Regions from separate parts of the Mus musculus genome. Here regions 1, 2, 3, 4, 5 and 6 are each linked to region 7. The links are chromatin contacts, called in public ChIA-PET, Hi-C and HiChIP or PLAC-seq maps. All regions are on one chromosome and are shown on one strand. Each heading gives the region's core, a stretch centred on a gene start, on an enhancer-like site or on the middle of the called end of the contact. The rest is flanking DNA. Distances are from core to core; before and after follow the strand shown. Region 1 overlaps Gm46565 (a long non-coding RNA gene). Region 2 has its middle 12 kb from the start of Gm32998. Region 3 has its middle 17 kb from the start of Gm33330. Region 4 overlaps Xxylt1 (xyloside xylosyltransferase 1). Region 5 has its middle 41 kb from the start of Gm32998. Region 6 holds the start of Hes1 (hes family bHLH transcription factor 1). Region 7 overlaps Tmem44 (transmembrane protein 44).

The links. Hi-C and Micro-C count contacts between places; a contact is called where the count stands out from the background. ChIA-PET counts read pairs in DNA pulled down with a chosen protein or histone mark. HiChIP or PLAC-seq counts read pairs in DNA pulled down with a chosen protein or histone mark.
Region 1: an RNA polymerase II ChIA-PET map of memory CD8 T cells shows a contact between it and region 7, with 6 read pairs. The contact joins two enhancer-like sites. A contact is called at or near these places in 1 of 484 Hi-C or Micro-C datasets (embryonic stem cells) and 5 of 115 datasets of contacts at active chromatin or transcription factors (embryonic stem cells, memory CD8 T cells, pancreatic cancer cells and 1 more).
Region 2: a contact with region 7 is called in a Hi-C map of embryonic stem cells, with 3 times the contacts expected there. The contact joins two enhancer-like sites. A contact is called at or near these places in 9 of 484 Hi-C or Micro-C datasets (cerebral cortex, embryonic fibroblasts, embryonic stem cells and 2 more) and 4 of 115 datasets of contacts at active chromatin or transcription factors (embryonic stem cells, extraembryonic endoderm stem cells and pancreatic cancer cells).
Region 3: a contact with region 7 is called in an HNF4G HiChIP or PLAC-seq map of pancreatic cancer cells. The contact joins two enhancer-like sites. A contact is called at or near these places in 14 of 484 Hi-C or Micro-C datasets (the C2C12 cell line, bone marrow-derived macrophages, brown adipocytes and 8 more), 12 of 115 datasets of contacts at active chromatin or transcription factors (the SCID.adh cell line, acute myeloid leukemia, embryonic stem cells and 4 more) and 1 of 9 other capture datasets (embryonic stem cells).
Region 4: an HNF4G HiChIP or PLAC-seq map of pancreatic cancer cells shows a contact between it and region 7. The contact joins two enhancer-like sites. A contact is called at or near these places in 8 of 115 datasets of contacts at active chromatin or transcription factors (bone marrow-derived macrophages, embryonic stem cells, microglia and 2 more) and 1 of 9 other capture datasets (embryonic stem cells).
Region 5: a FOXA1 HiChIP or PLAC-seq map of pancreatic cancer cells shows a contact between it and region 7. The contact joins two enhancer-like sites.
Region 6: a contact with region 7 is called in an H3K27ac HiChIP or PLAC-seq map of extraembryonic endoderm stem cells. The contact joins the promoter of Hes1 here to the enhancer-like site in region 7. A contact is called at or near these places in 1 of 39 promoter capture datasets (the C10 cell line), 28 of 484 Hi-C or Micro-C datasets (the C2C12 cell line, the HL-1 cell line, the N1E-115 cell line and 13 more), 8 of 115 datasets of contacts at active chromatin or transcription factors (the NIH/3T3 cell line, embryonic stem cells, extraembryonic endoderm stem cells and 4 more) and 1 of 9 other capture datasets (adipose tissue).

What each region holds. Positions count from the first base shown.
Region 1 is chr16:30,941,587-30,944,572 of GRCm38.p6, reverse strand. All of the region lies in intron 1 of Gm46565 (a long non-coding RNA gene), which reads left to right. Among named protein-coding and RNA genes, the nearest start is that of Gm46565, 9.7 kb to the left of the region's middle. Within about 2 kb of position 1,587, at least 22 of the 459 cell types and tissues checked have an H3K27ac peak or open chromatin away from gene starts, as enhancers often do. A contact at or near this core is called in memory CD8 T cells, where this site is marked.
Region 2 is chr16:30,080,859-30,083,946 of GRCm38.p6, reverse strand. No RefSeq gene overlaps it. Among named protein-coding and RNA genes, the nearest start is that of Gm32998, 12 kb to the right of the region's middle. Within about 2 kb of position 1,711, at least 30 of the 459 cell types and tissues checked have an H3K27ac peak or open chromatin away from gene starts, as enhancers often do. A contact at or near this core is called in embryonic stem cells, where this site is marked.
Region 3 is chr16:30,234,788-30,238,066 of GRCm38.p6, reverse strand. No RefSeq gene overlaps it. Among named protein-coding and RNA genes, the nearest start is that of Gm33330, 17 kb to the left of the region's middle. Within about 2 kb of position 1,531, at least 118 of the 459 cell types and tissues checked have an H3K27ac peak or open chromatin away from gene starts, as enhancers often do. A contact at or near this core is called in the SCID.adh cell line, embryonic fibroblasts, pancreatic cancer cells and 1 more, where this site is marked.
Region 4 is chr16:30,970,854-30,974,080 of GRCm38.p6, reverse strand. All of the region lies in intron 3 of Xxylt1 (xyloside xylosyltransferase 1), which reads left to right. Gm15742 (a long non-coding RNA gene) reads left to right here. Exons shown (of 2, transcript XR_384807.2): 1 at 1-674. Among named protein-coding and RNA genes, the nearest start is that of Gm15742, 4.0 kb to the left of the region's middle. Within about 2 kb of position 1,955, at least 129 of the 459 cell types and tissues checked have an H3K27ac peak or open chromatin away from gene starts, as enhancers often do. A contact at or near this core is called in bone marrow-derived macrophages, microglia and pancreatic cancer cells, where this site is marked.
Region 5 is chr16:30,109,644-30,112,625 of GRCm38.p6, reverse strand. No RefSeq gene overlaps it. Among named protein-coding and RNA genes, the nearest start is that of Gm32998, 41 kb to the right of the region's middle. Within about 2 kb of position 1,330, at least 15 of the 459 cell types and tissues checked have an H3K27ac peak or open chromatin away from gene starts, as enhancers often do. A contact at or near this core is called in pancreatic cancer cells, where this site is marked.
Region 6 is chr16:30,064,073-30,066,912 of GRCm38.p6, reverse strand. Hes1 (hes family bHLH transcription factor 1) reads right to left here and starts at 1,556. Exons shown (of 4, transcript NM_008235.2): 1 at 1,215-1,556; 2 at 987-1,082; 3 at 663-750; 4 at 1-41. The coding sequence starts at 1,322.
Region 7 is chr16:30,508,816-30,511,948 of GRCm38.p6, reverse strand. It overlaps Tmem44 (transmembrane protein 44), which reads left to right. Exons shown (of 11, transcript NM_001384248.1): 11 at 1-94. Among named protein-coding and RNA genes, the nearest start is that of Gm52252, 9.7 kb to the left of the region's middle. Within about 2 kb of position 1,283, at least 403 of the 459 cell types and tissues checked have an H3K27ac peak or open chromatin away from gene starts, as enhancers often do. A contact at or near this core is called in the C2C12 cell line, the N1E-115 cell line, the NIH/3T3 cell line and 19 more, where this site is marked.

The DNA of each region.
Region 1 (2,986 bases), core at 338-2,837, 430 kb before region 7:
GCAGAGGCTGGCAGATCTCTGTGAGTTCGAAGCCAGCCTGGTCTGCACTGCAAGTTCCAGGCCAGCAATGATTACAGAGCGAGACCCTGTCTCAAAAAGAAAAAGTAAACAGAGACGTGAACATGGATGTCTCTGGGAGGTGCTTTGTCTCCAGCACCCACATCCACGACATCCCCTGCGTGAAGGCAGACACGGCCCTTAGTCAACAGCTATCTTATCCTCTCCTGGGAAGAGACAATGAGGAAGGAAGTAGGTGACCATCTAGGGAAATGACAAAGGGCACAGAAGGCAATTTGACAGATAGTTCCAGAAAGTTCTGGAAAGTTTTAGCTGGTCTTGTTAGGGCTGGCCTTTCCAAGACCAACAATGAGCAAGGGAAGTCTGTTGGGGTGCAGGTAGAAGGGAAGGAACTCCAACACACTGTTGGGGTGACCAGAAGGCCAGCATGCTCAAGGCATAGAGAGAAGGGTGGGGTGCGCAGTCAGCTCACAGAGAGCTGACAGGCTTCTTCAGCTGCAGGAAGGAAAGACCTGGTCATTGTGTAGGGGCGATGTCATCAGGGAGATCGGGTAGCAGGAATAAAATAGTTTGGGTCGAGGTGCTAGCAGTTTGGGTTAGAAGAGAAGAAGCAGGAAGTGTTTTGCAGGGGAGCATCAGGGGCCTTTGAGGATCAGAGCTGTAGGCGGGGTTGGGATGAGCACTGGGCTGGCTTGATTTGTCAGTTTGACACAAACTATAGTCACCTGAGAAGAGGGCACCGAAACTGAGAAAATATTTCCAGAAGATTGGGCTGAGGGCAGTCTGTAGGTATTGTCTTAATTAGTGATTGATGGGGGACGGCCCAGCCCACTGTGAGTGGTGCCATCCTTGGGTGGTCCTGGGTTCTGTAAGAAAGCAGGGTGTGGAAGTCATCGGGAGCAAGCCAGTAAGCAGCACCCCTCCATGGCCTCTGCATCAGGTTCCTGCCCTGTTTGAGTTCCTTTTCTGACTTCCCTCAATGGTGGACTGTCGCCTGGGAGTATATCCTGAAGCAAACCCTTTCCTCACCAAGTTTTCTGGGTCATGGTGTCTCATCACAGCAATGGAAACCCTGACTAATTGAAGCAGGAAGAGGAAGCTATGCCAGGTGTACTCTTTCTCTTTCCTACGCTGTTGGCTAGGACAGTCAGGAGCGTGACTTTATCAAGACAGAAAAGAATTGAAAAAGAGAAGTGTTGAGGGAGGGGAAGAAACCAAGCATCTTGTTTTGGTTTGGTCTGTCTGTCTCTTTGACACGGGTTCCCACTATGTAGCTCAGACTGGCTCCAAAGTTGGCATCCTTCTGTCCCAGTGGCTCACATTCTGGGATTACAGGCACAGGTAGCTATGCCTAGTGAGTGTCCTATGACTGTCAAGGGAATTAAAGGTGTTTGTTGAACAAGTACAAACAGCTCCCCAACAAGTTGGGGCTCTGAGGAGCTGTTGAGAAGATGTGTCAATTCTGGGAGTCAATTGTATGGTTTGGTTCAGGAAGTAACTGATGGCATACTGCTTCCTCTTCACCCTTTAGAAGTCACCCCCAAACAGAGGAGAACAAAGCCCCAAGGTAAACCTCAAGTCCAGTGAAATGAAAGACGTCTGTAGCTTCAGATCATGCTACTCAGAGATGGGGAGTGGGTCAGACGGAGAGCCGTCATTGTTTACCTGAGAATACGCCTCCATCCGTATGCTCAAGAGACAGAGCTGTAGACAGCAAGAAGCTAGGTTACCGGGAGGAAGCCCTGGAAGGCAAAGGAGTGGGAGGCGCTGGACGAGAAGAGAGGAAGGGTGACCAAGGACATGGCAGCTGGCAATGGATAAAGTGTAACAATGTGTACCGAAAGTCAGCCCCACCCAGGCTCCCACCAGTGAGTGTGCTCTCCCTGTCATGCTGGGGACTGGGACTTTCTTCTCTGAAGAAGATGAGCCTGGAAGGTTGGAGAGCCGGGTAGGATGGGGAAGCCAGACTAAGCAAGGAGCTAGCACAGTATGAACGCTGAAGACCAGGGCTGTCCCGCCCATGCTGCCCGACTTGAGGACTGCTGCCAGGCTCTTATCCTGACAGGTATTTTGAAGCACCCTTGTACTTTCTGTAGATACTGAACTGCCCAGGAAAACCTGTAGTGATTGCCATTTGAAGGTCTAAGTGAAAATACCAGTGGACCCCACCGAGCATCCTACAAAGAGGTCCACAAGTCTCCTGCCATCTGTGCAGCCAGGTTTCCTGTTAGCATTTGGCCATAGCGGGATAGCCATGGTTCATCAGATGCCCAAGGAAAGCCTTCCACACAGAAGACAGGGATCCAAACAGTCAGAGGAGAACTCACTCAAGTGAAATGCACGACGGAAAAGAAAATGTCAAATGAACCGCTTCCTCAAGAAGATTAGAAGGCGATCTAATTATAAAGAATAGGCATACCCATGAAAGGTTCCCAGGAATTAGAAACAAAAGCTAAGCTGGGAAATCCCATGGGCAGAAGGCAAGCATGATCGGGTGATATATTTAAGGAAACCCTCCTGGCTCCCAAAAGGCACTCACAGGTAGAAAACCAGGCAAAAAGAGATGTCCCAAATTCTGCCCAATGGGAATTGTAGAGAAAGAAACACGAGAAAGTTGGAAAGTGATTACCAAAGAAATAATAACAAGAAGGTTCCAAGACTGGAGGCCATACGTGTCTTGTCCAGTGAACGATGACATGCGTGAAATCAATGTGAAATACAAGACTATCAGAGAGAGGATATTGAATATCTATTAGAGCATGGAATGTGAACAGAGACTAGAGACATCTTCAGAGACAAAAATGCCAGGATATTGGCTTCCCATTAGCTAGCTATCTCAGGGAAACTTCTGGAGGAAAACTGCTCCCATGAGGAAGGAAACCAAAGAATGTATGAGGGCCAGGAGGTGGGAGACCATCTCGGACTAAAGGGGGCGCCCAGGAGGCAGGAGACCACCGAGGACTGAAGG
Region 2 (3,088 bases), core at 462-2,961, 430 kb after region 7:
ACACTGAGCCTGGGATACCAGGGGTCTCTGTAGAGCACACATCCCTGCACTGAGCCTGCAGACCAGGGGCCCCTGTGAACTCACATCCTTTCATAGCTGTAGCCACATTTCCCTGTTTGCTGTTGGCCTTGGCAGGAGAGAGGCAGAAGGGTGGGGGTTGGGGGTCGAGGCTAGGACTGTGGGAGAGGCTGATTGGCACCTGGGTTTTAATTTCACTGGAATGTTTTCCTGGGCGTGGCCTTTCTCTTCCTGGGTGGGTAGATGCACACAGCTTCCTGGGGAGGAGTGTTTTTCTTGGGCACTTTTTATTGGGTTTCAACTGAAAACACAGGATATTGGTATGGACTTTTAGGTTGAATTGCAGTCTACCCCCAGTACTTCCTTGAGGCTACATTTTACCCGACCTCTCTTAAGTCTCACTTGCTTACCCAACACAGAGTTACAGAGTTCTGGAGCTGGAAAGCGCCTTCGGGACCATCGAAAACAATCTAATCCTCCAATCTCACTGTTTGATGAAGAGGTGAAAAACTCAGTTTCAATCATGCGGGACTGATTGGTCGTAGCACTGGTCTCTAAAACCTGTCAATGGATAGTGTGAGCAGGCGCCCAGGTTTACCCGGGAGAGCCCTTGGTCCAGTATATTGCCTGGGTGTAGTTATTGATAATCACTCCTTTGCTTCTCCTAAGGAACAGGTTCGATGATGAGTAGTGTAGCCAGTGCTTGGTAATGCTTTCCGCTGTGTGGGCGCCAGTGTGGAGGAAGGGACAGAGGACATTCTCAGAGTTACACTCACAAGCTCATGAAAGCATCTGTAACTTCTCAAGCATGAGAAAGAAAATAGGTTGTCAGGTCTGAAGGGTCTAGAAATACGCTGCTCAGATGGTACATAAAACCCTCCCTCCAGTGCTGTTTGGCTGACCCAGCCTCCAAGGTGCTTCTCCTTTCTCGGCCTCCTCTCCCCAAACTCATCGGCCAATATCCTACTGCTGTGGTCCTGGAGGCCATTGGGGTCTTGGGTATATTTTCCTTCTGTGGAACGTTCCTTTACCTGCCCCTCCCCCACCAATGTTCCCAGATACTTCCTTTAGAAACATTTGTTCCCTGCCCCCCACCCCCGCTCTGGCCCCCACTCTTTTTGTTGTTGTTGTTGTTTTTCGAGACTGGGTTTCTCTGTATAGCTCTTGCTGTCCTGGAACTCACTTTGTAGACCAGGCTGGCCTCGAACTCAGAAATCTGCCTGCCTCTGCCTCCCAAGTGCTGGGATTAAAGGCATGCGCCACCATGTGGCCCCCACTCTTGATATCCACAGGCGCTCCCTTTGAGCTTGTTGGGGGAGTGTCTCCTGCCTGGACTGTGAGCAGTCTCAGGGGCAGGACAGTCAGTAAGCTCTAAGTACTGAGGTTGGTACAAGCAGAGGGCACAGGTAAATTCATTAAATTCATTCAAGAATGATTTACTGAGGATTACAGTTGGGTCCAAGCACACCACTGTGGGGTCCCAGCTCATGACCACGGAGCTGTTGCCCAGTTCTGCCAAGATAATGTATGGGCCTATGCGCTATATGCTGTTAGGTCTCAAGGCTAATGGCTGAGGTGCCTATTTAACACACCAAAGAGGACCTAGCTGCCGCCTAGTCAGTCCTAGCATTCCTCAGTCCTTACCTGGCAGACCCCACCCTGTCCCCTGAACTTCTCTAGCTCAGGGGCTGGGCTGCCCTTCCCTATATGATCTTGTCATTTCCGTTACCTAGCCCTTCCGTCTACCCTTTCCCCTCCTGGCCTCTCCTCCCTCCTCTCCTGACATGGCTCAGGGCTACACTCCCTCTGAACTCTCCCAGATGTCCCTGCCTGTGGCTATGCTCTCCCTTTTATGTGCAATAAGCTTTCTCCTCCACCATACCTAGAAGGAGTCATGCTTTTCTTCTTTTATCCCACTCCCACCCCCACCCCGTTCATACCCCCATGTTTGTTTCTTTCCTGGAATTTTGCACTCCTTTAGGAGAAAAAAAATAATCAGTCCATTAGTCTTTCCCACAAAGTTTATTTCTGAACTAACAGCATAAATCTCTGATCTATTTTAAAACAAGGAAAGGGAGGTTAAAATAACTTTTTCAAGGCCTCTGGAGTCAGTAGTTATTCCGATTGTTAAGCCCTGTGCCTTGGACCCTCACTAGCTCAACACTGGGGAAGGAGGTGCCCTGGGCACAGCCCAACCTTGTCCTTGCCTTCTTAAGTTCAGGGTCTTCCCCAGCAGTGTTTTTGAAAGGTAGGGCCGTGTTTGTGGCTGAACCAGCAAGGGCTTTTCCTGAAGGCTTCCCAAGGCCGGCATCAGAGCTGACCAGGAGCCATGCTCAGTCTCTTGTGAGGCAGTCTCTGGTTTTGGGTGAATGGTGTGTGAAGTTTCTGAATGGAGATGGAAGACACACACGCTGGGGACCTAGTGAGTCCAGGTCCAGAGGAGCTTGCCCGGTGTTATGGGAAGCAGGAGACAGAGGGAGCTAGGGAACAGGCGTACATGTCAGGGTGGGGTCGGGAGGAAGGAGAGCGGGGGAGGAGAGGAATCTGGGCTCCAGTTGTGGAGAGGGAGGAAAGATTAGAACTTGTATTATTCAGATTACTGCAAACCATTCTCACACTCTCCCCACCCACCGCACCACCCTCACCTCAATTCAGTCATCCTCTAAATGCCAGCCCCAAACCTTGCTTTGGCTTCCTTCATTCAGAGGTTGGGGCCACTTCTCCCTAATTACTCGAGGACTCTCCTCTGGTCTGAGAAGACTGTGGTAAGATGCACACAGAAGGGAAAGGTGATCTTGCCAAGGGAGCTGGTCTTCCCAGGCCAGGCGACTGTGTCCGTCATCTAGGGATCTTGTGCTGTCTCCTCCAATGAACTTCCTCCAGCTCTGAGCAACCGTCTGATTCCACCATAGCCCTTTTAACTAACTCACAGCAAACATGAAGCCATAGAGGGGATAAAGCGTGACTTGGAGGTACAGAGAAAGGCCAGCTGCCTTCAGGGAGCCTGTCTCCAGGAGCCCTGATCACTCTGCCAGGGCCTCATTCCAAACTGCCTTGGGCCTTCTCCTCC
Region 3 (3,279 bases), core at 282-2,781, 270 kb after region 7:
TGCTGTTCTCTCCCTCACATCTACAATAAACGCCTTCCCCTCAACCATACCTGTTCCTTTGTGAACACTGAACTCTCCAGACATGTGATGTTATTTCTCATGTATTTATGTGTTTATTTAGCTTCTTACATGGACTCTAAACTATGGTCAAAACAGGACTATTACATGTCTCTGTATACCCACAAGAATAATGACCACCCTGTCTTTTCTGGGTGGGAGAGGATGCACCTAGCTTCACAGAGACTTGATGTGCCAGGTTGGTGGATACCTAGGGCACCCTACCAACTCAGAGGAGAAAGGGAAGGGGATTATGGGAGGAAGTGCCCGGGAAGGAGGCAGTGAGCAGGATGAAAAGTGTATAAGTAAAACAATTAAAATAGAAACATAAACAAATAATGGCCACCAAAAGTTCTCATCATGCACTCCTCAAATTTCTATTTGCAGTCAGTATTGTCCCTAGGCCTGAACAACCTCACCGGCCACTCAGTGCTTTGCCAAATAACTGGACGACATCAACAAAGAAGATGGAGACCACCATGTGCTGCTTCTAGACCCACGTTGGGGACAGTGCTACAGACTTTTCGTCAGTTCATAATATAGGCTTCTAATCCGCTCCTGAGAATTCAGACAGATAATTACGAGCAGGTGATTGCCGAGAGTCTCAGCACTGAGGGTCAGAAGCTGACAGGTCCTCCCAACCTCTGCTGCCATTTTCCTCTTTCTCTGCTTGCTTCTTCGGCCCCTCCTATGACACAGAGCAGAGACCAGGCAGTAGTATCTCTTGACAGTTGGCTGCCTGACTTGTGGAGGAGACAGATCAAAGCCCACAGGGGATGATAGGTCACCCCGGAACCCAGGTTCTGGGGCATCCTTTCATCCTCTGGGTCTCAGTTTCTCCCATCCGGGATGCAAGATAATTGGATGTGGGACATCCTATCCTGCCCTCTGATTCAGCACTCTTGGGGAGGGTGAGAAATCTGCTGTGTGAAATCTGACCAAAGAGTGCTTAAAATAACACTTCTCAGCCTTGATATCAGAGGATTCGTTCGTGTGTGCCAAACAGATTGTGATTAAGCCGGTGGAAGGTGGCCTTTAAGCCTGAATTTCTAGCGATCTCCCAGTCAGTGCTCAATCCCTGCCAGTCCTGTTTATACCCTGGGAAATGAAAAGCTGACTCACAAGACCCAACCACAGATCCATGGGATCAGAAACTCTGGGGTATCGACCAGCAATCTGTCCTTACGCTGTCTCCGAGGTTGTTTCAATACCCATCAAGTTCAAAACTACCGCTTTAGGACAGCTGATTCTGAACTTGACTAAGGACTGGAAATTCCTGCAGAGAGTTTTTGAAGCCCTGGTGCCTAAGTCAAGCTCTCATATTCAAATTTAATAAACACGGGATGCCAACGTGGAGGCATCAGGATTTTTAAACACTCCGAATGAGTATGAGATGTACTGAAGGTACTGGCTTCCAGGCTGAGAGTCTGCCGTTCTCTGAAGCCGCTCTGCCTGAGACTACCATGAGGGGGCGCTGTGGCGCCACGGGGAAAACTCCGCGCTCCGGGCGGCTGCTGGTCCGGGCTGCGGAGGTGGCGGCTGCGCCTGGGGGGCGCGCCTCCGGGAGCGGCTCCTGGCCGAGGCTTGCCCTGTGCCTGCATCTGTACCTAATTAATGCTGGCGGCTGCCTAGTCGCGCCTGACGTTAGATGTGCTGGTGTTGGGGGAACGCCTGCAACCACTCGGCACAGGTTCCTTTACTCCACTTTGTTCTCTGCCTCCTTCGGGACTCGGGTTCACCCCTGCGGCTGCTCCCTGACACTCTCTGCCTGTCCCAACGTCACCTCACTGGGTTCCTTGTCTCTTTCCGAGGATCCCGGCAAGTTCCCCAAGCCAAGGGACCTGCTGATCAGCTCCAGAATCCAGCTCCTGTCATTCTCTCTCATGGTTTCTTTCTCTCTTCTTTCTGCCCTTAGTTGAGCTCTGTGGGTCTTCATAATAAACGTTTTCATACACAGGGTTTGCCTCTGACTTTGTGACACATAAAGCAGGGCCGTTTGTAAGGGACTTTCGACGTCTATGGGGGTAGGGAGCAGAGAGTTGCTTCTGAGTTTTAATGGCTCTGTGTGTGTGTGTGTGTGGGGGGGGGTGTTCTATTTTTAAGGATGAGGCTTTATTCTGGAAAGGAGAGTCCCTTGTTTAGCTTCTTAGCTAGCTGGATACATCACCCCCGCCCAGGGGGGCTTTCCCCACAGGCAGTGACCTTTATCATAAATAATCCACTTCATATTTCATCCCACCCACTTTCCCATCTGTTTGATATTCTGCCTTCCCTGGTGCGAGGCCTCATCTGGAGACAAGCCATGTGAGTAAAAGAAGCTTGCCCATCCCTGGTCTGATGGCTGCCTTGCCCTGCCAGCTTCTTCAGAGCCTACTTCTGAGGGGACAGAAGAGGAAGGGCAATTGGAGAGACTGTGTGCTTCTTTCCTGACCCCAGCTCTCATTTCCAGGGCTTGGTTTCCTTCTTTGAAGCCTCTGCTACCTACCTAGATTCAGGTCCTTATTCCCAGGCAGTTGGCAGGAGCCACTCCAGTCCAGGGGAAACTGAGGCCAAAGAGGTTAGAAGGGACCCCCTCGAGCCACATAGCTGATTCCTGGCAGGTTCCACGTTTCTACAGAATTGTTCAAAGCTCTCCCTAGGGCCAGTGGACACTTCCTAGCAGCGAGGCAGTGGTGGCAGGGGTCCAGAGGGAACTAGTTTAATTTGAAGAGCAGCCGTCCCTCCTAGAATCCAAATGAGCAATATCATCACAGAGCCCAGGGTGTCAGAGACTGGGCCTGGGCTGTGGGCAGAAAACAGGCCTACGGGTTCAGAGGGGAATCACTCATCAGACATAAGGGGGAGGGCTGGGGGACTTGATGGGGGAAGTATAGATATGCTGTGTCAGAACGAGTCCTGCTCCCTCTAATGGGGCCCTGAATGGGGCTCTCAGGTGGGGCTAGAGGATAGACAGGAAAATTTGGGCAGCCACCAGTTGGGACAAGTGTCCGTCCCCGTCCGTTCCCCCCCCCCTCCTGCTGGCTTGGCCATATGTCTGGCCAAAGCCTAGGTGGAAACCAGAGCTCTAAAAGAATAGCTCGGGTGGACGGAGCTCTGTGAGAGTGTGTGTGTGGGGGAGGTATGCTGGTAACTGAGAGAAGAGCAGGAGAGGGGCTAGCTCAAGGTCATGGGACAATTAGCAGCACAGCTGGAGCTTGGATGCAGGCACTGGACGGTGAACCA
Region 4 (3,227 bases), core at 706-3,205, 460 kb before region 7:
ATCTTAGTACAGGGCCAGCTGTTCTCATTTCTGTTCAGGAAACATGATAATCAGAGATTCATTTCTAACCACCATACTTTACTCAGATTACACTAAATCTATAGTATACAAAGTGTCTCTGGGACTAATTAATGTTTTTAAATGTTTACCTAAAGCACATAGAAATTGTATACATTTCTCAAAAAGAGAAAAGAAAAATGACCCAAGGGCCAGGCAGGCTTTGCAGCAGGGGATGTTTTGCTCGGTTCCCTGAGGTGCTCATCAGTCTGTGTTTTCCCATGTGATCTAGGAGGTTAATGAAGGCACTGTGGGGCCCATTGTTATTTCTGCACTGTGAATTGATTAGCCAGAGGATGTACAGTGTGGCAGTGTGTGGCCAGGCCTGTGTGTCTCTGGCAGTGGCCCAACAGACTTTGAAGATAGCATGCTGCTTCCTAGTCACGACCTCTCGGCCATGTGCTGTGTTGTGGGTGCTCCTGGTGCTGTGCCAGCTCCTTACCGATGCTGGCAGGAGTCCTGGCTGTGTGGACACAGTAGAGACCTTTCTCGGAAAGTCAAGTTCAGCCCTTGCTGTTTGCTGGTGAAAGTGCATCTGTCTGGACTACTTCACTTCAGTAAGCGTGGGCTGGGCCCCTGCCTTGTGCCAGGCACGGGGCCAGGCAGTGGGGATTCAGGTATGTAAAGACACCATTTCTATCCCCAACGGTATGACAACTCAGTGGGTCAGAGTGGCTTATGGGGCCCTTGCAGACTTCACTAAGGAATTGGCCTCTGGGCTGTGGTTTGATTAGAAGGTAGCTGTGTGGATGGTGAGGAAAGAGGGCACAGCAGCTAAGGCCCTGGTGAGAATGGCATATGCAGAATCAGCAGGAATGTCAGTGTGGATGGAGCAGAGGAACCTGGGGTGGACAGGGCATGGCCAGATGGCCCGGCTTCTCATGGCCTGGGATCGGGTCTTCAGAAAGTGGGGAGCGTGGCGTCACTGCTGTCAGGACAGATGAACAGCAGACACCTGCCTCTTGGCTAGATCACACTGTCTAACAGTGTGCTACAACTACGTCCATTCCCATAGGTCACACCGCTGGAGACAAGACCCGGTGCTGGGTGTGTAGACAGGAGGTCCAGGGTAAATATCATCCTTGTGGCCATCAGAAGGCCACCGATGAGGGCGGGACAGTGTGCCCATTCACTGCCAGAGCAGTGACTTGGTGGGAACAACAGCGGAGGTCAGGAGAGTCTTTCACAGGTACCATCTAAGGCCCTCCTAAAATTTCCATCCCTGTGCCTTACACTCTTGTTTTCCTCTATTTTTTATGCCCAGCAAGAAATAAATCTCAAATATTTACCAGAGGTACACTTAAAAGCAGCTTTTTCTAAAAGCAGCGTTTACACTGAGGAAGATTTCAAGTGCAGCTGTGGCACTGGGTTGTGCATCATCTGGCTGTGGCTTGGCTTAGTGGCCTGGGAAAGAGGATGGCGATTGACTCTTGCCAGCAGTGTGTCTCACCAAGGCAGAACCACCGCACCTGGGCTGACAGTGTGGACCCCAGTTGGACGGCTTTGTGGTGGCAGTCTCTGTGATGACACACCTTGTGTCTCTGGGACGAGCTGCCTGAGTGATGATGGGCACAGGGAGCATGCCCAGGTGTGAGCCCACGCACCTGCCGCAGAGAGCATGCGCAGATATGAGTCCACGCACCTGCCACAGAGAGCATGCGCAGATATGAGCCCACGCACCTGCCGCAGGCCCGCATTGTGCATGGGGAGTTGTGCAGGATGATTGGTTCCTCTTCGGTTTGTTATTTCCGTCTCCTGAGAAGGGTGAAAAGAGGAAAAAAAACCAACTATTTTCACAGAAAGTGTGTTTGAGAACTTGTCTCTACCCCACATGCTCTTGCCTGCCTCAGAACATTCCATGCTAATTACACAAGCTGCTGCTGCCGCCACAGCTTCCTGTTGGTGTCCACGGCTCTGGAAACCACGGAAACTGGTGACATCTATGCCTGCAGCAGGCTGCAGTACACATGAAGGGGGCTGACTTTGGGTGAGGGCAGTGTGCCCGCTGCACGCCAGGCTCAGGCCTGCTGGAGGAACACAGCTCACAGTGGCTTGTAGAGGAACCGTGTGGCACTAGGACATAGGAAGAGAGACAGCTGCTCCATCCACTGATTCTGTGCTGGAAACAGACCACGGACTGAGAGATCTCAGCCACGGACAGTGGCAGGAGGGTCTCTAGAGAGCTGGTCCCGTGTCTGTATCTAACGACTTGGTTTCCTCTTTGAGACAGGGTCTGACTACTTATCCTTGTTCTCCTGTAACTCTAGACCAGGCTGGCCTCAAACTCACAGAGATCCACCTGCCTCTACCACCCTAGTGGTGAGATTAAAGTCACACCTGCCTTCTTCTGCCACAGTTTTAAATTGCTAAAATATATGCAACATAAAAGTTGCCGTTTGGAACATCTTTAAGTCCATAACATTAATTCTGCCCAAATGTCCCACCATCACCATCCTATTTCCAAAACAGTTGTATTACCCAAGCAGAAATGTCATCCTCTGAACGGTTGCCCTGCATCTTTCCTCCTCAGCCCATGGCAAGCTCTCATCTACTTATGTCTTATACATCTGCCTGGTTTAGATGGTCCATGTCTCCTCTGTCACTCTGTGGCCATTAGAAGCCCCGGACACATACTGTTCCCAGCTCCCATCAGGGCTCAGAGTAGGGCTGTGGCCTGGCCTGAGAGGCAGTGAAGCAGAAAGGAGAGGTCTCACCGTTACTAGCTGGGCATTTTGACGGTCATCCTTACATCCTGAAAGCCTTAGTTTCCTCATCTAGAAAATGGGTTTAATAATGTGTACCTCCCAAGCATGCATAGACAGCTCAAGTATGTAAATGTGTAGAGGAGTGCTTAGGGACAGGTTTTGTCATAATTATCTGTATTATCGTAACCTGTACCTCCAAGTCCCATAATGACTAAAAGAAATCACTTATAAATTGTTCATGAAGTAGCTGGCAGGTAATAATTATTGAAGTAAATGCCAGCTACCCATATACATACATGCCATGTGCATTACAGAAAAACCAACACAGTGGTTAAGAGCATTGGCTGTTCTTACAGAGAGCACAGTTTTAATTCCCAGCGCCCACATGGTGTCCTACAGCCATCTTGAACTCCACTTCCAGGGGATCCAGTCCCCCTTTCCGGCTTCCACTGGCACCAGGCAAAG
Region 5 (2,982 bases), core at 81-2,580, 400 kb after region 7:
CATGGGAGAGTTGATTAGACAGTGCAGTGGTGACGTAACCAAGTTTAACTACCCTCACTTGTTCTTTGGGACCCACATGGCAAAGGAAGAACCTGATTTGTACAAGTTATCCTCTGACCTCCACATGTGTGCCCCACCCACTCCACAAACACATGCAAGTACATAAATAAATATGATTTTGTAAAAGTATTTGATAAGAAGCAACTTTGAAATAGACAAGGCAGGGGCTGGCAAGATGGCTCAGCGGATAACAGCACTGACTGTTCTTACAGAAGGCCCTGAGTTCAAATCCCAGCAACCACCCCTAATGAGATCTGACGCCCCCTTCTGGTGTGTCTGAAGTCAGCTACAGTGTACTTATGTATAATAATAAATAAATCTTTGGGTCGGAGCAAGCAAGGGACTGAGTGAGTGGGCCAACGGGAGAGAGCAGAGGTCCTAAAAATTTAATTCCTAACAACCATATGAAGGCTCACAACCATCTGTACAGCTACAGTGTACTCACATACACTAAATAAATAAATAAATAAATCTTTTTTTAAAAAAAAAGAAATAGGCAAGGTAAACGGAAGTGGGTCTGGAGAGGAACAATCATTGTTATTTACCAATACTGACTAGCTTTGTCCTATGTATTTTCAGCTGGAAAGCAAGTAGATTTCTTATATGTGTAGTAGTTCCATTCTGTCTACTTCCAAAGATGATTTGGGAGATATAGACACGTCACCGGTCAGGAAGAGAGAAGGAATTTGTTACACATTAATCAAGGTCTTAAAACTATGTGGCCTCTTCCCCTCTCTGTCTCCCACATGCCAGATGAAGGGGTCAGAGCAGATAATCTATGGAGTGCTACTCAGTGCTGATTGTCTGTGGTTTATGGAGGAAGCCAAACCATTTATTTTCATACTTTCCTTCAGTGGTGAATTCACTGTCTGCATGTTTTCTTTTGGCACTCATCCCACCACTGGTGTTCTTTGTGTGTCATTTTCCTAGACTGATCATGAGACCTCCATGTCAGAATAGGGTCTTATTCAGCCTTGTGCCTTCTTAACACAGGGCCTGGCACATGAAAGATGTCACCAAATACTGTCCAAAGAGTTGAGATGTGGATGAAGTGATAGGAATAGACTCGGACACCCTGTGCTTAAGGGGGACTTTGCCAGGAAACAAAGATTCTGAACAGCCTATCTGAACCCTTTTTCCAGGAGCTCTTTCCTGTGGTGCCATTTCTGGTTGTGGACTAAGGGAAATTTACAAGTCTCCATGGTGATTGGAGATCTCTGAGTTGGTGCTAACTTTCCAGCAGGCAAGTGGTGAAGAGAGCTGGTATGACTACCTGCTTAGTCAGAAGTGTCAGGATACTCTAGGCAGGTGGCTCCTACATGATCTGAGCCACTATGCTGTCAAGACAATTCCCAAGTGGGAAGCTCAGCCCCCTGTAGCTGGTCTTTGCTACTTTGTGGTTCTTCTTTCTTCTACCCTTTCCCATCCTTCCAGCCCCTTAACAGTAGATAAGAGAGAGAAAAGGATAGAGAGGAAAGGAAAGAGATCCCTGAATAAAGTCAGGGATGGGAAAGGGAGCAATATTATCTTTAGACTGCTTCCTGCTGATTAGGTCCATCAAGTGGGCTGTGGGGTAACCAAAGAGGCATCCAGAAGACAGAACATCATAATTAGACTTGATGTTTAAAAAGGGATGATGGCTAAGCTGCAAGGATGGAGATACCAAAGAGAGTTGAATTTAGGGAGACCAATTAACAGGCTTTGGGGAGTCTCTAAAAGAGGAACGTTAGTGTAGTTACCAAGGACCAACCTCAGCTTGGAGAGGGTTCCTGAGGAAGAGATGTTTGGAGCAGCAAAAGAATAACTCAAAGTCAATCATGAGTACAAACTGACAGCTCCATGTTCTGCTTGAGCTGGCTCTGCAGACAGCTACGTAGATAGATGAGCTCTTGCAGACCAAAGCCTAGTCTTTTATTTACTTATCAATTCAATCATTAACCCAGGTTCCCTTTTGATTATCCCACAAATCAGCATTTTATAACCTTAGTCCCTAGATTCTTAGAAAGAGATAGCAAGTACATATTTTATAATGTCGCAAATGAACTCAGAGATCTGCCTGTCTTTGTAAGCACAAACAATAAGTTAGTTGGGTGGGATCTGGCTCTGAGATCACCATTCTCATTACACCTGGACATATAGTTCTGTCCCAGGCTGAACTTGAACTCAGAAATCTGCCTTTGTATCTTTCTGATAATCTGGCTCATTAGTGCAGCTGCCTTTGTTCTTTTAGGTCCGTGAAGCCCCCTCATACAGTTCATATTACATTCTTATATTTTGCATAGTTGAGAAATTATACATTCGTAAACTCATGTTTTCAGAGTTCTTCCCCACAGCCTTACAGGCTATCTTAAAGTTTACAGCATTTACCATTTTGCTGAGGAACACATTCTCACCTCCCAGACTCATGCTGTTTCTAATTATCATGGAGTCATTAACTTTAACAAAGAGAGCATTCCTCAAAGGAGGAACATGAAAATATGTACATTATTATACAAACAAGCCCTACACCCACAGCAACTGTCAGCACAACTGGGGGCCCACCCCTTGCTAGCTCTGCTCCAGGAGCAGGAACTGTGTCACACTGTTCCTTCCACATGGCAGGTAGTGCAAGACAAACAAACAAGAAAGACACATCATATAGAAGGGAAGAGAAGGCAGATTCAAGAGTTTCTGATAGTTGGGCATAGTGGTCCACCCCTATAATCTCAGATACTGAGGAGACTGGAGTTAGAGGGTTAAAAGCTTAAGGCCAACTTGGAACGTTTATGGAGACTGTTTCAAAATAACATAAAAAGGGCCATGGGTGTAGCTCAGTCGTGGATGCTACCTAGTACCTTGGAGAATAAAAAGAGAATGTAAGGTGGTAAGCATAGAGCGAGTGGAGGGGGGCCATGAAGTTGGAGAGGAGTGGACCAGGAGAAA
Region 6 (2,840 bases), core at 307-2,806, 450 kb after region 7:
GCGGTATTTCCCCAACACGCTCGGGTCTGTGCTGAGCGCGGCTGCAGGCCAGAAGGAGAAAAGATGGGTCACCGAAAAGCCCTGGCCCCGGAGCCATACAGCCTCCCGCCCTGGGAGGTCCCCGCAGCGCGCCTCCGGAACCACCTGGGGTTGGGAGGGTTGGGTAGGCTAAGAACAGCCAGCTCCTTCTCCCTAGGTTGGGGACATAAGCCAGGACACTCCCTCCATCTAAACCGATCTCAGCTCCAGATCTGCCACCCCTAGTCCCGCGCGCGACCTGACCTTGGACAATGCCACCCAAGGCGCCTTCCAAACCCCACTTCCCCTCCTGCGGCAGGGGTTGGACCGGTGCTAAACCACTGACCCCTACCTTCTATCCAGCCCCAAACTTCCTCAGTCTTACGTCCTTTCGCCCTCACCGGCTTCTACCACAGCCAAGCTGCCCACCACCCTTCTCGGCTACAGCCTCTCCCTCCATTTCCGGAGCAGTAACAACTTGGGAGCTGTGGCTATAAATAAGACCCAGACCGTGGGAACGCGGAGTGAGCCAAGGCAGTAAAATGTAGCTGAATGCCTCTCACAACCGCGGGCGGAAGTCTGGAAGAAATCACCGCGGGCCGAGAGGGACACCCGCAGAGAGGGGACGCACGCGCGGTCCTTACCGGTCATCTGCGCCCGCTGCAGGTTCCGGAGGTGCTTCACAGTCATTTCCAGAATGTCTGCCTTCTCTAGCTTGGAATGCCGGGAGCTCTGCGCAGAAAAAACAAGGGATGAAAGTCAGTCCTCCTTGTCAGCTGCCTCCGAGTTCTGAAGGTCCCCGCCCGCATGTCCCACATCCCAGGGCCCGGCGGCCTCTCTCCCGCCAGTGGGAACGTAGTGCTGGCGGGGTAAGATCCACATGCAGCAGGCTAAGAGCTTAGTTCTTTGTGCCTGGGAAATGCCATTCCATTCGTAATTAAAAATAAAAAAAAGCATTGCTCACTTACATCTTTCTTAAGTGCATCCAAAATCAGTGTTTTCAGTTGGCTTAGACTTTCATTTATTCTTGCCCTTCGCCTCTTCTCCATGATAGGCTTTGATGACTGCAAAGGGGGAGAAAAGAGGTCCTGAGTTCCCACGGGATCTGCCATTTCACCCCGAGGTTTTAAGAGAAAAGTAAAAGGAGTCCCGCTGTGCACAACCCACTTAATTTCTAGACGCAGGTACTGTCTTACCTTTCTGTGCTCAGAGGCCGTCTTTGGTTTGTCCGGTGTCGTGTTGACACTGGCTGGGGTAGCAGCCACCGGGGAGGAGGAATTTTTCTCCATTATATCAGCTGGCATTTTCGTTTTTTTTTTTTTTTTCTTCTCAGTCCCCAGAGAATTTTATTTTTGGAATCCTTCACGCAAAAAAAAAATAATTTTTTTTTGCTTACGTCCTTTTACTTGACTTTCATAAGAAAAACTACTGAGCAGTTGAAGGTTTATTATGTCTTAGGGCTACTTAGTGATCGGTAGCACTATTCCAGGACCAAGGAGAGAGGTAGACAGGGGATTCCGCTGTTATCAGCACCAGCTCCAGATCCTGTGTGATCCGCAGGCCCTGGCGGCCTCTATATATATCTGGGACTGCACGCGAACGGCTCGTGTGAAACTTCCCAAACTTTCTTTCCCACAGTAACTTTCAGCCAATGGGAGGAAGAGACACGCGGCACCGCTCGTGGACTGCGCCCCCCCATTGGCCGCTAGGCACAAGGTCTGGCGGCCAATGGCGCGCGCCTGAGCCCGGGGCACCGGAGGCTACAACGTCAATCAAAAGGATTTTAACCCTTTGCTAACTCTTTCCTCTGGGCTTTGCTTAGTTTTAGTCTAGTCTATTTCTTTTGTGGCCAGGCCTTTGGTTTTTATTGTTCTTGCTGCATGCAATATAACTACTTTGTATAATAAGTTCATTTGAAAAATATTTTGAACAGATATAGGCCAAGACAAAATTTAGTGATTGAAAAAAGGAGGGAACAAGGTAAAGAGGATGTGTTACTCTAATGTCTTCCGGAATTCCCGCTCGAACTCTGTATGTTTAGGGGAGTCAAAACTGCTCATGAGGTTGGGGAGATACTAAACCCCACACGCTAAACATGCCCTTACCGTCCCCCCAAATGCCTTCACAGCCAGGGTTTTCGGAGCAAGGTGTCTTTTGGATGCTTGTCTCCCTCTAGCCCATTCATTCCTCTCTTGGAATTGCAACCTTGGACCTCACGCTTCTCCAGAAAACAATCAGAATAATTTCCTACTGGGCAGAAAGGAAATGGAATTTCAAACGAAAAAAAAAATGAACAAGGGGGGCTTTGATAGCAATGCGACAGGAGGGGCGCGCTCGTTCCTCCGCCACTCTCTCTACCTTTCTCCCCGCAGGCTCCCAGTTGGCAATACGGATAGACGGCGGGCAAGGGAGTCGGGGCTCTCCCCTCCTCACCCCGCGGGCGGCCAAGGCGGCCTCGGCGCCCCGCGCGCGAGCCCTTTAAGAGCTCCACCAGCCGAGCTGCAGTTTGACATCAGCCGGCCGGCGAGGGCGCGCCTGGAGTCGGAGCACGTGCCAGGATGTTTTATTGCCGCCGCGGCTGCGGCCGGGGCCCAGAGGATGTGTGTGTGTGCGTGCGTGTGTGAGTGTGTGTGCGCGCGCCCCGGGGGCAGGGAGGCGGGGGCCGGCGGCGGCCGGCCGGGAGGGAGCGGGGGCCGCCTCTGGTCCCCGGGAGAAGCCAAGAAGGTAAATAGCAGCTGCTGTGCTCGAGCCTGGGAAAACCCCGCCCCCTGCGCCTGGCCAGGGCTCATTGGCGCGCGCTGCGTGTGGGGTGTGTGCGTGCG
Region 7 (3,133 bases), core at 34-2,533:
ACTGTCCTGGAACTTGTTCTATATGGCCTCGAGTACTGAGGTCCGCCTGCCTCTGCCTCCCAAGCGTCCTTGGATTAAAGGCGTTCGCCACCAATGCCTGGTTTATTTTTGTTGTTTTTAACAACTTGTGTATGTTGCGCCTGCACTTTCAGAGCGTGTATGGTGGTCCAAGTGACACTTGGCAGGTATCAGTTCTCTTTTTCTACCATGTGGGGTCTGGGCAGCAAGCAGCTTTACCACTCCTCCACCCCCCACCCACCCACACACAATCTGCTTACATTTTATTACCTGTTTGAGATAAATACTCTAGGGGTAAAATATAGCTGAGTGGATCAGCAATACTTAACACGCACAAGACCCCGGGTTCCATTTCTAGCATCAAAAAAGGAGCAGAACCTTCAGGACACTTCCCAAGTTCCCTGCGTGTTCTTTTTCCACTCCTTCACTTTTGCCTGGGCAGACACTTAACTCTCTTCCACCCTCTCATCTTTTTCTGCTTACAACAAGCCCAGAATTAAAAGGCCATCCATGGGCAGAGGGGGTTCTGCTTACAACAAACCCGGATGTGCTGAAGTGTTCAAAGCTCTTCCTTTAATTAGTGAGAGATGGTCTCTGACAAGTTCAAGACTGGTGCTAGCTCAACCGATCCAGAGAACGCCTAATAAGGAAGGCTGGTGGTCTGATGGCACCGGCCTGTGATCCCAGTTATTCCAGACCGAGACAGGAGGCTGGCTGGCAAGATCCTCGGGCTACAGAATAGCATCGGTCATTTTTGCAAAACTCGGTCTCAACGGTGCAATTTTTTTTTTTTTAAAGAAAAAAATCAAGTGGAATGGATGCTCAGAGGCAAAGCGCGTGGCTGAAACACGTCATGCTCTCATTTCTATCGCCAGAACCGAAGAATGTCTGCCTAATCTGCTTTCTTTTTGCCTTAAATCTGACAGCCAAATACGGCTCCAAACATTTGGGACTACGGTTTCTGAGCAGGGCAGGTCATTAAACTCCTAGGATCCTATTCCAGTCGCACGGGAACACTGCGGGCAGCGGCCGCCGTTGATGGCGGAGGCCGGGGCATTTCTTCGTACTCCGCAGGGTATGGCTAAGAGGCCGGTCTCTCCCTCCGAGTCGTTGCCCCCTCTTCTGACTCCGAAGCTCACCCTCGACGGCCCTGGGGGATAGCAAGTAGCGTTCTCCAGCAGCCGAGCCACACAAAGCTGGCCTGAGTCAGGATAACAACTCCATTTGGGGCACTTCCGGGATGCGGGGGAGGGGAAGCGGCCGGCGCATGCGCAACATGCAGCCACCCCCTGAGAGCAGCGCAGGCTCTGCCCGTTGGACCCTAGCTCCTGGCCTCCTCTGCCTGGGCACCTCTGACTTAAGTGTCTCCCCAGTGGGGGTCGGGGGAGGGAGGTGTTAAAAGATCGTTATAAGGCTATTGTGTATATTTGTGACTTAGATATAGTATAAGCAATATTCTGTGTGTTTGCGACTGACCAATAGCCCAAAGCTGCACTGCAAACCATTCTACCTAAGTGCATTCAACTTTTTTACAAGACAAAAATGCAGGTGCACGATTTAACTAAAGAAAATCAGATCGTGCCAAAGTTTATAAGGAAAACAACGGCGCTCTGCCCACACATCCGCAACTGCTTCACTTTCAGCTTCCTTTGTTTTGCCTCCAGCGACAGATTGCTCGTGCCTTTGCACAATGTCAAAATGTATTAACAGTAAATTCAAAAGCTACTTGGAAGTCTAGATTTCCCTTGGTAAGAGACAATCGGCAAACACAAGTTCTTTTATCTGGATCTTAATTGCTAATACTAACTCTCAGACCACACACCCATACCACCTTGTAATTGTATGAATATTGTCTGTCTGGGTTACACAACAGCTACAACCTGTGAAAGGAAGGGGGCAGAGTCAGAGGTTTTACTGGGGGCAGAGACAGATAGCTTTACAAATGCAGTTATGGCAGGTGATATATAGATGCTAAGATATATAAATATATAAGATATATAGTCTGGACGTTAGGCTAGAGACAGAGAGTCAAGCTGTAGGGTCACAGGGTACAGCCTCACTGCAGAGGCTCAGCTCAGAACTATGGAGTCAAGGTGAAGGCCCTGATCTGGACAGATGAGCAGATAGACTGACAATGGAAATTCTAGCAGTGGAGACTGAGCTGAGCGAGGACTCTGGGAACAGTAAACACTTGGGTGGCAGCTGAACAGTGGTGGTGCATACCTTGAACTCCGGAGGAAGAGTTAGTTCCTGGACAGCCAGGACTACGCAGGAATCCTGTGGCAGCCCTGGTAGAGAGGTGATTGGCATTGCCCGTGGGGTGTCCTTTTATGTAATCTGGGTGAGGGTGGTGCGTACTCGGTTGGTCTAGTGTGTTTCACAGTTACTGGGCCTGGTTTTCCAGATAAGGACGTCATTACACCCAAGTGTGATTCCTACACTCCTAACTTACTTTAACGTTGCAGAAGTGATGGGTTTTGACTTTTAGGACTAAGTTCTTAAGTCTGTGCCTTGTGGGTGTTGCCGGGCGCATGCTGGTGTTCTCGTGAACAGCAAGGCACAGAGTCACCCCTCCGAATGGAGCCCAACGATGTTTGGGCAAGTGGAGCTACACATGGCATGGCAAGGCTCAGCCTGGAAGCCACACTGTGGTGTGACCCAGAGCACAGCATCATCTCCACTCATGCACCTTACAGGCTAGCACAGCACGGCTTAGCTTCAAGCCCAGCGTCAACCTGCTTTCCAGCCACAACTGTCAAGGCTGTACAGATTGCCTCTAGCTTCCATTAAGCGCAGGTTGGGAGTCACAGTCGTTAGACAGGGACGTTGGAAAACAGACAAGTAGAAACAACCGGCTACGCATTCGGAATCGCTGTGGAGGCTTCGTACCAGGACCCTGGTTATTCCCAACTAGACCCCAGCTTCTGAGTTCCTAGGTCACATAAGACCTGAGCACCCTCTGACCATCATCAGCTTTTGGCCCAGCCTGGCAATCTCTGCTGCTCTGTCCCGAACTGGATGGTTTTCCTCCATCCTTCTCATCCTGCAAGTGTCCAGTACATGGAGCCTTTCCGTGCAAGCCAGGGGATCCTCTAAGGCCACAACCAAAACAGAA